Linked DNA regions of Mus musculus: region 2 is linked to region 1. A link is a contact called in public promoter capture Hi-C data. All regions are on one chromosome and are shown on one strand. The core of a region is the stretch at or near the end of the contact, and the rest is flanking DNA. Distances in the headings are between cores, read along the strand shown. Region 1 has its middle 14 kb from the start of Gm39795. Region 2 overlaps Ttll11 (tubulin tyrosine ligase-like family, member 11).

Region 1 (3,810 bases), core at 126-2,625:
GGTCCCTGGATCAGAAGTCTAGAACAGCTAGACTTTAGATACCCAGCTACAGTACTCCTTCAAGAATACCATTTCCCCACCAAGTGTGCTAGGAACAGGGACCACTGTTATTCTTCCTGAGTAACAATTTGGCAAAATGTAACAAAAGCTATAAAACACATCACAACTGAGCCAGGAGCTCCATTTGTAATAATGAAGGAAGAACTCAGGGGCAAGCAGTAGCTCGGTGGGTGGAAGCATTTACTGCAAGACTCATGACCCCCAGGGTGGAGAGAATATATTCCATAAAGTTGTCTTCTGACCTCTGTTCCCCTGCCTTGGCATGTACACACACACACACACACACACACACACAAATGTAAATAAAAATTTTTAAAGAACATATTAAAAAATTGCTCACTAGGATGGACTTACTCCATGGACAGGCAATGGACAGATAACAATTATATACACATAAAAATAATGAAATAAATCTTTTTTAAGAAGGAAAATACAGGAAGGAAACATACCAAATTTTGTAGTGGTGGCAGTTATGGATAGTTCTTTGGTTTTGTTTAGTTGGTTTTGGTTTTATCCTTTAAAAGAAATTCATTTTCCAAATTTTCTATCACAAGCTCTTGTTACCATGAGGAAGGAAGGCCCATGAAGAGATGAAGCACATCCCCCAGTCAGGCCACTAAGCCACCCTGCAAATTTAATTAGTATTTACTCAGCCCAGCCCAGCCACAGCCACAGCCTCTACAACAGAGAAATCAAGAGCCCCACCCTCAAGGCTGACTTACATGGAATATATATATCTTTTGCTTGATAAGTACTTGAACCAAATGATAGATCTGTTGAGGTTGGAAAGTAACGAGACACCCTTTGCTTAACCAACTTAGCAAAATAAAGGAAGCCCACTCCCTCCAGCCAGGCTCCCTCATAACAGTTTCCCACCAGGCTCCATGGCTCAGACCCTTCTGGAGTCTTCTCAAAAAAGCCAGATTAGGAGAGACAATAACCAGAAAAAATAAAAAAATAACAAAACAAAGCCGAAAACTGATCAGATATGTTGGGACACAATTTTAATACCAGCATTCAGGAGCAGAGGCAAGTGGATCTCTCTAAGTTCCGGGCCAGCCTGATCTACAGAGTGAGTTTTAGGATAGCTGGAGTCCATTAAAAAAGCACGCCGGCACCAAACCTTACCCTTCGTTTTGTCAGCGCACAGACAGGGACCCCAACCCAGGCTTTTAGCTGCCTAGCCTCACCCACCACACCCTCTGCTTTTCTCTCCCCTACCCTGCAATTGCCCCTGTGGTCCAAGGCAGGGCAGGAGCAAGTAGGCACGTCTCTCAAGAAGAGGGGGAGGGGAAGTCAGAGGCAGAAGGAACTAAGCCTGCCTGTGGTCTCCAAGTTCACAAACCACATCAGGCTGAAATATGACACACGCTCATTCAGCTGGAAGGAAGGAGATATTTTTACTTAACCTCCCTCGGCTGCCTAAACATTGATGGCCCAGCTACCCCCACCCCCACCCCCCACCACCACACGTAACTCCTGGGACCCGCTTTTCTCTGCTTCAGCCCACATTTTCTTACAAGGTAACAGGGCGACTCCCTTTCCAGCGCTTCTTGGGGATGTCTAAGAGTTTGTCAAACAGTAGAAAGGAAGAATGCAGTTCTGGCTGGGTGCCCAGCTAACAAAAGACCTTGCCTGGGTCCAGGAGCATTAATTTCCTAAAAATAGATAGGAGACTGATCCACACTCTGCAGACCTGTTGATGGTAAAGAACATATGTGTTTATAAATAGTCCCGAGGCCTCTCCAGCGTTCCCGAACTGTGCATGCCAAGGCCCCAGCACACATGTAACAGCTGCAGGCGAGGGCAGGGGAGGGGGGAGGCACATCTGTATCTCCAGGGCTGAAGTCAGGGGACTAGAGAGACCCGTAGATCCCTGGAGCTCCTTGGCCAGTCAGCCTACTGAATTGCTGAACACCAGGTTCACAGAGGGGCCAGAGAAATGGCTAAGCAGAGTGACCACTTCCTACACACACCTGATGACCAGAGTTTGGTTCCCAGGACCCAAGTAAAGGTGGAAAGGGAGATGGACTCTACAAAGCTGTTCTCAGACTTCCATGTGTGTGCCCACACACATATATCACACACCCACACAGTAATAATAAATTAATAGCAAATACAAACGTAATAAAAAATAAAGTAAAAAGTGATAGGAGATGTTTGGAATTGACCTCTGGCCTCTGTGAATGCACTGATGGATGCACACCAGAGTACACACATGCACACACGTGCACACACACACATACACACACACACACACACCTAAGCTATCACTTGTAATTTCTCTTTCATTCTCTTGCCCTCTAACTTATCACCTCCAGTCAGCAAATACTCAAAAATTGTGGGCTGGGGCCAGAAGAGTTTCCTTGAAGAAAACCAGAGATCAATGTCTCAGCAAAGCGCTACAGGCCTGAATGATACCATCTCTATGGCCAGACAACATGTCATCTAAGAGCCAAATTTCCCTTCTGGAGTTAGGGGGAGGAACCCACAGGCTCCAGATGACCAGGAAACACCACGTCCTCCCTCCTGTGTACAGTTCTCCCTGTAACAGTGCGTGTCCTTGCACAGACCACTGTTCACAGTGGGACAACCAAGACAAGGCAGCCTATGTGACTGACTGTCCCTCGATTCATAGCTATAGTCTCTTTTAATTTAGAATTATTTTCTTAAGAAGAAAAACAGCAACAGGGAGACACTAACCGTAACAGTATCTACCTGCGAGCTTCGCCTCATCTGTTTTCAGATAAAATGTCCAGCTCCCATAAACCTGAAGCTGAGTTTCCAGGATCTGCCATTGATCTGCCCAGCAGGCATTGCTCTGGGTTGGATCTGCCTGCTGACTACCAGGCCACCTCCTCAGGGCCTCCCCATGAACTCCCACCTCAGTCACTGCGTCAATGAGAGTTCTTGGTCACTGCCCTGGTGACAAACTTGTCCCAGTATCCTTGTCAGTTCTGCCTTCACCTAACACTCTCAGTCCCAGGACTCCAACCCTGTGCCCTCCATTCTAGTCATGAAGGATGCTCAGTGCCTTTGCACAAGCTTCCCTGCTTCTTAGAATAGCTCCTTCCCCAGCCCTCTTCCCCTGGCAAACTGTTACTCATTTCCAAGGCCTGGCTCACCCAGACACAATTAGTCACCCGCTCTTACATGGCTGAAGAAACTATCACCTAGATGTGTCAAGATTAGAAGTTTAGGGAGCTCTCCTTAGGGCTCCTGGGCCCCTCCAAGGTCAGGACCAGAGCACAAGCCAGAGAATGCCACATCAGGGTAGGAGGGAAGGAAACAGATTGACAGGCGAGCTTCCCCTGGCTCTGAGAGTCCCTAATAAAAAGACTATGGAAAATTCTGGAGTAAACTCCCTCCCCTGGTTCACACGGAAACCTTTGCTGCTGTGTAATTTACACAAGTGCCAAGCCAAGCTCCCTTGGCTCTTTATGATTTTCCCTGGCATTTACAAATAGGGAGGCCCAAGGAAGGGAAAGAGTCTGAAAGAAGCTGGAAGCCACTGGTCCCTTGTTCACATCCTTCATCATCCTTACTTCAAAATCCTCCAAGGAATAGCAACCTCATCCCCAACTGTAGGGGACAGGGTGGGGCCTCTGGCCTTTACAGCATAGAGTCTAAGGTCTCACAGAAGTCAGAAAGAGTGGGCTGGACCTGGGTCTATCCCCTGCCACGGTCTCACTGTGTGACTCAGGCCTTTGGGTCACACTCAGAAATGCGGTGCAACTCCACAGAGAGGGG
Region 2 (4,363 bases), core at 1,365-3,864, 640 kb before region 1:
CTCTGAATAGGAAGATCTTGATAGACATGAAGAGAAAAGCTGAGTTCCATCTGAGGATGTTGGATGGCTAGACTCGGTGACTGCGGGGCTCTGGGGAAAGAGAAGAGATGGTAGCAGAGAGGAGAAGAGTTCCTGGGGTGGAGTTCTTGGGCTCTTGGAAAGATGGATAGAGACTACTTGTAGAGGATCGGGCTAACAGGTAAGGGCCAGGATCTGAAGGCAAATGCCTGCATGGCAGTTGAAAGAAGAGGTTAGTATACAGGTGGATATTTGGGCTGGCATTTGGGAAAGACTGGTGGGTTGGAGAAAGAACTGGGAAGTTATCCACTGCCGTGATTGAAGGCATGAGGTGGTATGGACAAGACCCCCATGACACCCCCAGTTAACAGGAGGATGGAAAGAGGCAGGCAACCAACAAAGGAGACTGAGAAGATGGATCAAGGGGTAATGTGTTGGAAATGCCAAAGAAGAGATGCTCAGAAAATACCTGAGCATGGGCCTGTAGCCTCAAACATTGCCAGGATGTCAGGCAAGACTATTCCTGGAACTGTCCATTATGTTCACTGACACTTGTCCTGGGGACTCTAGCAAAAGCTGTCTTGGGCAGCCAGCCAGTTTGTGAGAGGGAAGGAAATGGAGTATGGTGTAAAACAGCTTTTTAAAACATAGCTCTCAGGGGTAAGACAGGGGCATGGAGACTAGGCACTTATGAGGCACACCCTTCCTGTCACCAGATCTGTCAGACCAGGCAAGAGAAGATACGATGGACTTCTGGGATCCTCTCCTCATAATCTTTCATATTGTTGCATAGCATGACGAGAGTGGGGTGGAGGGTGGGGTGTGTGTGTGTGTGTGTGTGTGTGTGTGTGTGTGTGTGATGTGTGAGGAATAGAACAACACAGAACATATTTGTAATGATCACACCCAGCTCACTGCCCAGCTCCGATGTGTGTTCTTCCATATTCTCTTCCCCAACCCATCCTCTACATAACCACTATTCTGAATGGTATGTTGACCATTTCCTCGACTTTCAGAACTACATGTGGTCATGCATATATGTCCCCCCAGACAGGACACTGCCTTATCTGACTCGCTTCCGAGCTTCATATCAGCCCCAGTGTGACTCCCACCTTCTGAAGCGCCTGCTCCTTCACAGGCAATGGCCCAAAGGTCTGGCCCATTGCTGGGGCTAGTGGCATGGGTTGGCTTGCACTGGTGCACACCACATAAGTACACACAGTTTATCACTTTTTCTGTCAAAGGAGATCTGGGTGTTTCCTGACTCAGCTAGAAGGGTTGAAGGCAGTAAGGGATGAGAGTGAAGAGAGGGGTCAGAGCAATGTCTCTCTCATAGATAGACACCTACTGACCAGCCCACAAACACACTGGGTTGCTCCAGATCCAGAGACTCAGGGATTTTGCCCCCATCAGCAGGATCATCAGGTGAAAGCCTCTGGCCAGGGATTGAGACAGTGTGAGAAGTAGTAATTGTCCCATCGAGTCCCATCCATGGTCCTATGCCAATCCTGCTCTCTGAGCCTGCAGCTCTTAAGCAGGTATTTGCAATAGCCGTGAGGAGATGGTTAGAAAGGGCTACTGAGGAGGACTTCAGGACAGTGCTAGAACAAAGAAGTCCCAACCCAGGCCACCACAAAGTGAGGGTCACACCCTGGGTTCATCCCTGAGGACAAGTGTGGCCATGCCTGTTTGGCTATTCTAAGAGCATCCCATGGGGCCAGGCAAGCATGACCAAACCACAGAGGCCCAGCAAGGAGGACCGGGTGGTCATTATGTGTGTGTCCTGCAGTAGACAGGCAACAACAGCCACCAAGGTTGGGGTAGGGCCAGCTGTAGGGGCTGAAAGTCCAGATCAGGAGCCACTGCTTTGGTTAGGGTCACAGCTAGCAAATGGGCTCAGAACCTCATGGCCATTTGCCACTATTTGACCACACGCTAAACGCTTCCAGGGTGATGAGACAGGCTAGGAATGAAGCCCTTTCTGGTATAGTAAGTACTGGAGACTTTCTCACCACCTAGTGTGTCTTAGGTTCCCTCTGCACACTCACACCTGTGTGTGTGTGTGTGTGTGTGTGTGTGTGTGTGCGCGCGCGCGCGCGCGTGCGTGCATGTGTGTGTGTGCGCGTGCATGTGTGTGTGCACACGTGCACGTGTGCACACTGGGAAGTGATGTAGGTGAAGAGGCTTTAAGAAGGTGTCAAGTGGTATCTGTTGCTCTGAGTGCCTTGGATACGCAGTAAGGGAGAGGATTTGGAACCTACTCAGAGCCAAGTCCACTCCTGCTTGCTCTGTCTGAATCACCTTTCAGGATGCTGTTAGCTGGGCTCTAGACACACGGGCAGACCTTGAGGTTTCCATGGTATGGTTCTGATGTCCATTTGCCACGTGACCTGTCCTAAGTCACTTAACTCTTCAGGAACTTAGCTTCCTCCCCTGCCTTACAGGGTCAGCACCCAACTCCTGTGAGACATGGATGACACAGGAAACACTTTGCATACTGTTGAGACTCGGCACAAGTGCAGGAAGTTATTTCTTAGCTGGGCAGGTCTTTCTTGCTTGTAGCAAGACCTGGCCAGATGGCAGCGTTACAGAGCGTAAACCCTGGCCAACCAAATTACACTCATCTGGGGCATGTGACTGTGACCCTGTTCCAGCCATGACCACAGTAATGACTTGGAAAACATGGTGGCCAAGCAACAGCTGGCACGGCTCTGCTGTGGTCAGATTTCCTGTAATCTGCTGCTGAGGAACACAGCTGCCCTGTCATTTCAGCCTCTGCCTTGTCATTGCCCAGGCAGCCCCAGCCACAGAGCCTCACATCTGCTGTCTTGAGGGCAGCAGTGTGACCCTGGCTTAAATATCAAGGTCAGCCTGGGTGTAGACAGTCATGTGGCAGAAACACACACAGAGGGAACACACTTTGTGGCTTGAACTGTATAGTTTTCTTGTTCTCCGTGTCTAATTTTGTCTTTAGCCATGACCCTCCTGTTGGATGTCTAGAGATAGAGCTTTCCTAAGGCCTAGTATAATTCTCCTCTTCCTGTGTCCTCTACCCTCTCTCTTACCCCACAGCCTATACACATCACCAGGCAGAAGCTGAGAATCAGTGTATTGGGGTGGGGGATGGAGGGGCTGTCAAGGGCTGGGGTTTCCCTCTCAGATGGACTGGGTTGAGCTTCTTCCAGCTCCTGCTTACAGCAACTGTAGCTGGCGAGCTCGACAAGTCAACCTTTTCTAGTCTGGATTTTTTTAGCTATAAGTAGCAAGCTTGTTTGTAGCCATACCCCAGAGTTGTTGCACACTCCAGCAAGAGGGAGCTGTGTAAAACAGCCCCCAATACACAGCAGTCACTTAATAAGTGAGAATATGGGTGTTTATTACTCTGACAACAGTTATCACACCTACCCACCTACAGTAACCTTGAAGTTACTGTAAATCGGCAACTATCCTCATTTTGATGTTAACTAGGACATTGGTGATAAAAGTTTGGAATCAAGTTTGGAAACCAAGACCTTAGCCTGGTGTTTGTCGCATCCCAATCCAGCTGCCTAGCTCCCCTGTGCCTCAACCTTGGTTCTTCCACACCAGATCTGCTTCCTCTCCAGAGGTTGTCACCAGTGCCTCCCTGGTTGGACCATTGGTCCTCTGTCTCTGCCAGCCTGGCCTGCTCACTCCTATTCACTAGTTTCAATATTCAGTACCTTCCAAAGTACAGCTCAAGACTTTCTTTCTCTGTAAAGCATTCCTTGTCCACTCTGACTATGTTATTTTCTTCCTTTGCAATATATCACATTCCCTGGGTACCCACTGAGATGAGACCTGAGATAGGTGTGGGCCATGTAGCTAAGGACAAGGCGAGGCCAGGGCCTCTAAGGGGTGCTCCGGTTAGTGTGAAAGACTCACAGAGATAATCCCTGCTCTGTATACATCATGCTGTCCAAGTGCTCACATGAGATGAGGGGAGAGAGTTAACTGTCCAACTGAAGGCTCCCAGAGGGGATGCCCAAGTGAGTTCAAGGCATGATTGAGGGTTTTCCCAGCAAACACCGAAGGGTCTCACATTCTCCTGTTTCCCTGCTACCTTACTGGTTGTTCTTCCCTGGCCTCTTCCTCTGGACCTGTCATTAATGGAAATATATTGGAGGTCCCTGGATATCAATTCTTGGAAACTTGTCTTTGTACATCTACCATCTCTTCCTAAATGATCTCATCCTGCCCTGTGGCTTTAGGGATCAGTTAAGTGCTGTTGAGCCCTAAATTTATATTGCTAATCTTGACCTCTGCTGGAGCTCCAGGCTGATATATACCATTGCTCCCTTGCTCTTCCCACTGGGATAGCTAGTGG

The links. Promoter capture Hi-C pulls out the DNA fragments that hold promoters and counts their contacts.
Region 2: a promoter capture Hi-C map of pre-B cells shows a contact between it and region 1, with 3 times the contacts expected there. The contact joins two enhancer-like sites. A contact is called at or near these places in 1 of 39 promoter capture datasets (pre-B cells), 2 of 115 datasets of contacts at active chromatin or transcription factors (embryonic stem cells and large pre-B cells) and 1 of 9 other capture datasets (embryonic stem cells).

The regions. Positions count from the first base shown.
Region 1 is chr2:35,257,471-35,261,280 of GRCm38.p6, reverse strand. It overlaps a transcript of Gsn not described here. Among named protein-coding and RNA genes, the nearest start is that of Gm39795, 14 kb to the left of the region's middle. Within about 2 kb of position 1,375, at least 86 of the 459 cell types and tissues checked have an H3K27ac peak or open chromatin away from gene starts, as enhancers often do. A contact at or near this core is called in pre-B cells, where this site is marked.
Region 2 is chr2:35,897,337-35,901,699 of GRCm38.p6, reverse strand. All of the region lies in intron 4 of Ttll11 (tubulin tyrosine ligase-like family, member 11), which reads left to right. The region is part of intron 2 of Gm35396 (predicted gene, 35396); the gene reads right to left. Among named protein-coding and RNA genes, the nearest start is that of Gm35396, 16 kb to the right of the region's middle. Within about 2 kb of position 2,614, at least 91 of the 459 cell types and tissues checked have an H3K27ac peak or open chromatin away from gene starts, as enhancers often do. A contact at or near this core is called in pre-B cells, where this site is marked.